Linked DNA regions of Mus musculus: region 1 is linked to region 2. Evidence: chromatin contacts called from public HiChIP or PLAC-seq data. All regions are on one chromosome and are shown on one strand. Each heading gives the region's core, a stretch centred on a gene start, on an enhancer-like site or on the middle of the called end of the contact. The rest is flanking DNA. Distances are from core to core; before and after follow the strand shown.

Region 1 (2,700 bases), core at 173-2,672, 44 kb after region 2:
TTTCTAGCCATTTTGTATTTCTTTGCAGACAGACAGGAAGCGAAAATAAATTTCTGATCTACTGTGTTTTAAGTGTGCGATAATAGGACCTTACCTCATTTATCATGATCATCTACTTTATTGTGTAAAGGGTCTTTTAGTTACCTCCCCGCCCATCCATGTACACAGAAGGGCCATGTACATGGCGAAGCTAGAGACTGTAACCTGAAGATTGGGACAAATTAAAGAAAAAAATGTGATTTAACACAATTACAAAAAAAAAAAAAGTTAGGTTAGGGTCAAACAAAAACCATTTTATGAAACGGAATTACAACAAATGACATTATAACTAACTTTTCCGGGTTTCTACAGAACTTTGATACTTGCTCAAACAGCTCTCTCATAACCCGCCCTATTAGAAAGTACACTACACATATATTTTTTTTCCTCAGTCATTTGCACACTGGCTGGTTGTTATTTCCAGCCAGCTCCTCAGTAACCTCTGCCCGCGTAGTCACGGGTTCTGCCCAGTAGGCTCTACGGGTTTGATATAACATTAGTTCTCTCTGGCTTCTCGACAGGGATCAGGGGTTACCTTCAGGGGTCCAGTGCTCTTTAGGCACTTCTGCAACCAGGCAGTGGTAGAAGGGGTGTTCTCCAAAGCCATCCTCTTGGAGATCTGTAAGACAGGGGAGGCAGAGACAGTGAGAGTTGACCTTTGGAGGTGCCAGGAAACAGATATTACCCGCCCCTCCCCCTCCCCCGCCACGCCTTGTTACCTTTCTCAGTTAAAATGACTTGATCTTCCATGTATTCATATTTAGCCAGTTCCTGGGGACGACATATAAAGAAAAGGACAATGAAACTCCTGGCCAGCCTAGCCAGCTCACGGGAAGAGAAATGGGGCAGGCAGGGTAGAGCGGTGACTGAGTCCTGCCTGGCGCCGAACAGCCGAGCCTGACCCGGGCTGGGGTTGGCAGGCCAAGAAGGCGGAATTTACTGGCCTGGCTGCGTCTCAGAACTGCAGATGAGGATTTCCCCGGTCAACAGAGCCTCCCCTACCCTCTGCCCTAGGGAGAGCCCGGACTTTTACCTACCTTGATCAGTCGCAGGATGTCACTGCAGTCAGAGGCAGTGGCTGGACGGATCTTAAATTTAGCCATTTTCGTCTTTTGCTTTTCTTCCCTTTGCGCACCAGGCCCCTGTACTTGAACAGCAGGAGGAGGTGGTTCCTCATTCGTTTCCCGGGAGCGTCCTCTTCTCAGTCAGGCTGGCACCATGACCCGGCGAACCTCAGTATAAGACAGAAAACTGGCAAACTTACTTCGGGGAAACTGCGCAGCTAAGAAGTGGCAAGACGGTGCCTTTTAAGTCCGCAGAAGCTCCTCCCTGGACGGGGAGCCGGAGAGATCGCGACCAGTAAGGATGAAAGCCCGCCGAAGCACCGCCCTCTGTTCCAGACACTGCCCTCTTCCGGGCTCTCTCGTGACACCCATGGCGCAAACCCGGAGGGCGGGGTAGGGCGAGGCGCGCTGCTGCCTTTCTAGCCTCATGTCCTCTAGCGGCGCCTTGCGGATCCTTGCCGGAAGCATATGAATGCCAGCTTGTCCCCTGGTAACCTTCCTAAATAGAACATGTGGATTGCCTCTGTGACCCCGACATTGCCGAGAAAAGCAAACTCAGGAAGCCCAGCTTTAGGGTATGACAGAAAGATGAGAGCAGCAGCCATTCTCAAAGTGTCGTCTGGAGGCATAATTTCCTTTCCTCTCTAGTAATTTTCCACAGGCAGTTCATTGAGATGTGGTGATGTCACCATTTTCATGACTAAAGAAAGGTGTGGGTTTGAATCTTGTTTTAATTTTGAGACAGGGTCTCTCTATGTAGTCTTGACTATCCTGGAACTCACTATGTCACAACAGGCTGTCCTAGAATTCACAAATCACATAGATCTGCCTGCCTCAGTCTGCCCAGTGTTAGGATTAAACATGTTCACCACAGCCTGCTATTCTTGTATGTTCTAAGGTCAGTTCTTAGGATCCCTCGATTGCTTTCCTTCTAGCTTAGTGGTTCTCAACCTGTAGGTCACAACCCCTTTGGGGTCATATATCACATAGCCTGTATATCAGACATTTACATTACAATTCATAACAATATAACAGCAGCAAAATTACAGTTAAAAAGTAGAAACAAAATAATTTTATGGTTGAGAGTAATCCACAACATGAGAAACTGTATTAAATGGTTGCATTATAACGAAGGTTGAGAACCAGTGTTGCAATGGCTAAATTTAAAATGTTATCTTTCCTTCCTTCCTTCCTTCCTTCCTTCCTTCCTTCCTTCCTTCCTTCCATTTATGTATTTATTTTTTGAGACAAGATTTCTCTGAGTAGCCTTGTCTGTCTTGGAACTCTGTACACCAGGCTGGCCTGGAACTCAGAGATCCTCCTGCCTCTGCCCCCCACCACCTGGCAACATTTTCTTTCTTACTCCTCCCGCTTTCCTTCTTAAATATCTGTTCTTCCTTGTGGACTTTCCTTCTGAAGGAGAGAAACACTTGATAATTCGCTTTAATGATGTATGCCATCTTACATTATTGAAGAGTTGATTTCACTGCTTATAGATTTTGAGGTCTGGAAGTTTTCTTTCTACACACTTATATCTGACCGTCTCTCAGCTTTCTTTGCTATTGAAAGCTGTTGTTGTCCTTACTTGCTCCAGTCC
Region 2 (2,700 bases), core at 77-2,576:
GCTGCATACAGGAAACACACCTCAGTGACAAAGACAGACACTACCTCAGAGTAAAACGCTGGAAAACAATTTTCCAAGCAAATGTTCCCAAGAAACAAGCTCTCCATTAGCCATTCTAATATAGAATAAAATTAACTTTCAACAAAAATCTATCAAAAAACATAAGGAGAGAGGGACACTTCATACTCTTCAAAGCAAAAATCTACCAAGATAAACTCTCAATTCTGAACATCAATGCTCCAAATGCAAGAGTACCCACATTCATAAAAGAAACTTTATGAAAGCTCAAAGCACACATTGCACCTCACATGATAAGAGTGGGAGACTTCAACACCCCACTCTCAGCAATGGACATATCATGTAAACACAAAGTAAACAGAGACACAGTGAAACTAACAGAAGTTATGGACCTAGTTGTATTGTTAAACAGTCATTTCAGTGGTTACCTTGGAAAGTGCAGCAGACTTCCTTTTGCAATTTATTACTGGCTATTTCCCAAAACACACTAGTTCCTTGAATCGTTTTTGATGTTGCTTTACTTCCTTCTATCTTTTTCCCACCTTTCAATTATGTGACTCCTCCATTTTAAGGTCTTTTCAAAAATCATATCATTTCAGGCAGCTGATAGTTGTTTGTAATTGATGTCTTACTTACCTTTTATATTAGAGCTCATTTCTGCTTGCATTTTTCTATTTTGACTGAGTTTATTTTTTTTCTTCCAGAAAAAAATATTAATTTATTTCAGTTTTCTGGAGATGAGTTAGTTCCCCCACTACTCAAACAAAACAAAACACAAAAAACAAAAAACAAAAAACAAAACACACACACACAAAACCTTTTTTTTTTTTTCTGCTGGGATAGAATTGTAAACTGGCAGTAATTTCAATATTTGCCAGCCAGTTTTCTAAAACCTGACTGCATGCCCAGGCAAACTTTTATTATCTGGTCTTGTTCAGACTATAAAGAAGGACAGAGAGCAGCCAGCAGCTGACCTTTTTTGAATGAGGAAGCACACAGCCCTCAGGGCCATTCCACTTCCTCTTTATTGCCTCTCTACCACTTTGTCCCTGTAGAGGAACTCAGAGGGAGAGCAGGACAGTTGGAGCTGCCTAGGCTGGGTAAGCCTGCTTCAGCCTTTCTCCCTTTGCAATTGCTGTTCCTTCTTGGGGCAATGCCTTTGTCTGGTCCTGGTTCTTCTAAATTAGATAATTCCTACTTACTTATATCAATTTTCAGTTGTCCCAATTTGGGAGGGGCTGCTACTGGCCTCCTGTAGGCAGAGCTCAAGGATGCTATCAAACATCCTGCAATAAGTAGGACAGCCCATAGCAAAGAAAGACATAGTTGCAAGTGTCAGCTGTGCTAAGGCTGAGCCAGGGGACTTTACAAGGTTAATTCCTAGTCTGCTGGGTCTTGACTTGAATCCACTTTTGTTTGAGTGAGTTCCCATCAGTCATCATAAGAGAATATTATTATCTTTATTGGACCTTCACTGTATATAGTTTATCTATCATTATACTATTTCATCCTGTTTTCTCCATGTATGATAAGCTAATGAGTAATGCTAATGCCTAAAATGCAAAGATTAGACACATTGATGATAAATCCTCCCCCTTTGAATTATGCTGAGGATGTAATGAAATATAATAAATGTTTCTTTCCTCAAATGCATGGGATAATTTCACATCACTAGCAACTTGACCCCCAGAGCATGCCAGCTCCTCATTTTCCTCTCAGTCGTTATGTCTCAGATCCTCTCTAAATGCCTCCCTCAGCTCTTATCTGCCTTCACCAGTCAGAAGAAGGAGTGAAACACTTAGTGGAATTTTTAAGGAAATCCCATGTATGTGTGTATGTGGGTGTGTGTGTATGTATGTATGTATATATGTATGCATGTATGTATGTATGTGCATCGTGTTCATACAGTTCCCACAAAGGCCAGAAGAGGGCATTGTATTCCCATGGAACTGGAGCTATTGGTGGTTGTGAGCTGCCTGACGTGGTACTAAGAATTCAACATTGGTCTCCATTAGCAGGACATGCTTTTAACTGTTGAGCCATCATCCAGAGCTCCCACCCAATATGTTTAAGTGGGAAAACGTAGAAATAAGGCAAACTTAGTGGCTTATACCAGTAATCCTGGCACCTGAGAGGTGGAACACAAAGAGAGTTCAAGATCATTCTCTACTATGTAGTGCATTTGAAGTCAGAAGAAACAAATTAGGTCAGCCTCAGAAAAACAAAAACCACAGTTTCTCTTTTTATGGACCCTAGAGATTGTATAAATACATGAAGTCATACACACACACACACAAACACACAAACATATGCAACATGACAACAGAAGTGAACATGCTTAGGGGAATATAGGAGACTAACAGGAGGGAAAAGATAGAAAGGAAAAGATAGATGGTATGGTGAGGAAACTGGGTATAATTACATAAAAATATCCTTATGAAGCTCAGTACCATGTACAATAAACAAATGCCAATAATAATTGGAATAATTAGAACACATCAAAACTTGTATAGCCGGGTGTGGTGGCACACGCCTTTAATCCCAGCACTTGGGAGGCAGAGGCAGGCAGATTTCTGAATTCGAGGCGAGCCTGGTCTACAAAGTGAGTTCCAGGACAGCCAGAACTACACAGAGAAATCATGTCTCAAATCAAAAAAAAAAAAAAAAAAAAAAAAAGACTTG

Evidence for each region. HiChIP or PLAC-seq counts read pairs in DNA pulled down with a chosen protein or histone mark.
Region 1: an H3K27ac HiChIP or PLAC-seq map of microglia shows a contact between it and region 2, with 7 times the contacts expected there. The contact joins the promoter of Sat1 here to the enhancer-like site in region 2. A contact is called at or near these places in 1 of 15 datasets of contacts at CTCF or cohesin (embryonic stem cells), 13 of 484 Hi-C or Micro-C datasets (8-cell embryo, cerebral cortex, conventional dendritic cells and 10 more), 12 of 115 datasets of contacts at active chromatin or transcription factors (CD8 T cells, the HPC-7 cell line, the SCID.adh cell line and 6 more) and 3 of 9 other capture datasets (adipose tissue, liver and pancreatic islet).

Annotation. Positions count from the first base shown.
Region 1 is chrX:155,215,027-155,217,726 of GRCm38.p6, forward strand. It overlaps Sat1 (spermidine/spermine N1-acetyl transferase 1), which reads right to left and starts at 1,423. Exons shown (of 6, transcript NM_009121.4): 1 at 1,077-1,423; 2 at 759-810; 3 at 575-658. The coding sequence starts at 1,142.
Region 2 is chrX:155,171,470-155,174,169 of GRCm38.p6, forward strand. No RefSeq gene overlaps it. Among named protein-coding and RNA genes, the nearest start is that of Gm25429, 33 kb to the left of the region's middle. Within about 2 kb of position 1,327, at least 46 of the 459 cell types and tissues checked have an H3K27ac peak or open chromatin away from gene starts, as enhancers often do. A contact at or near this core is called in the HPC-7 cell line, bone marrow-derived dendritic cells, microglia and 1 more, where this site is marked.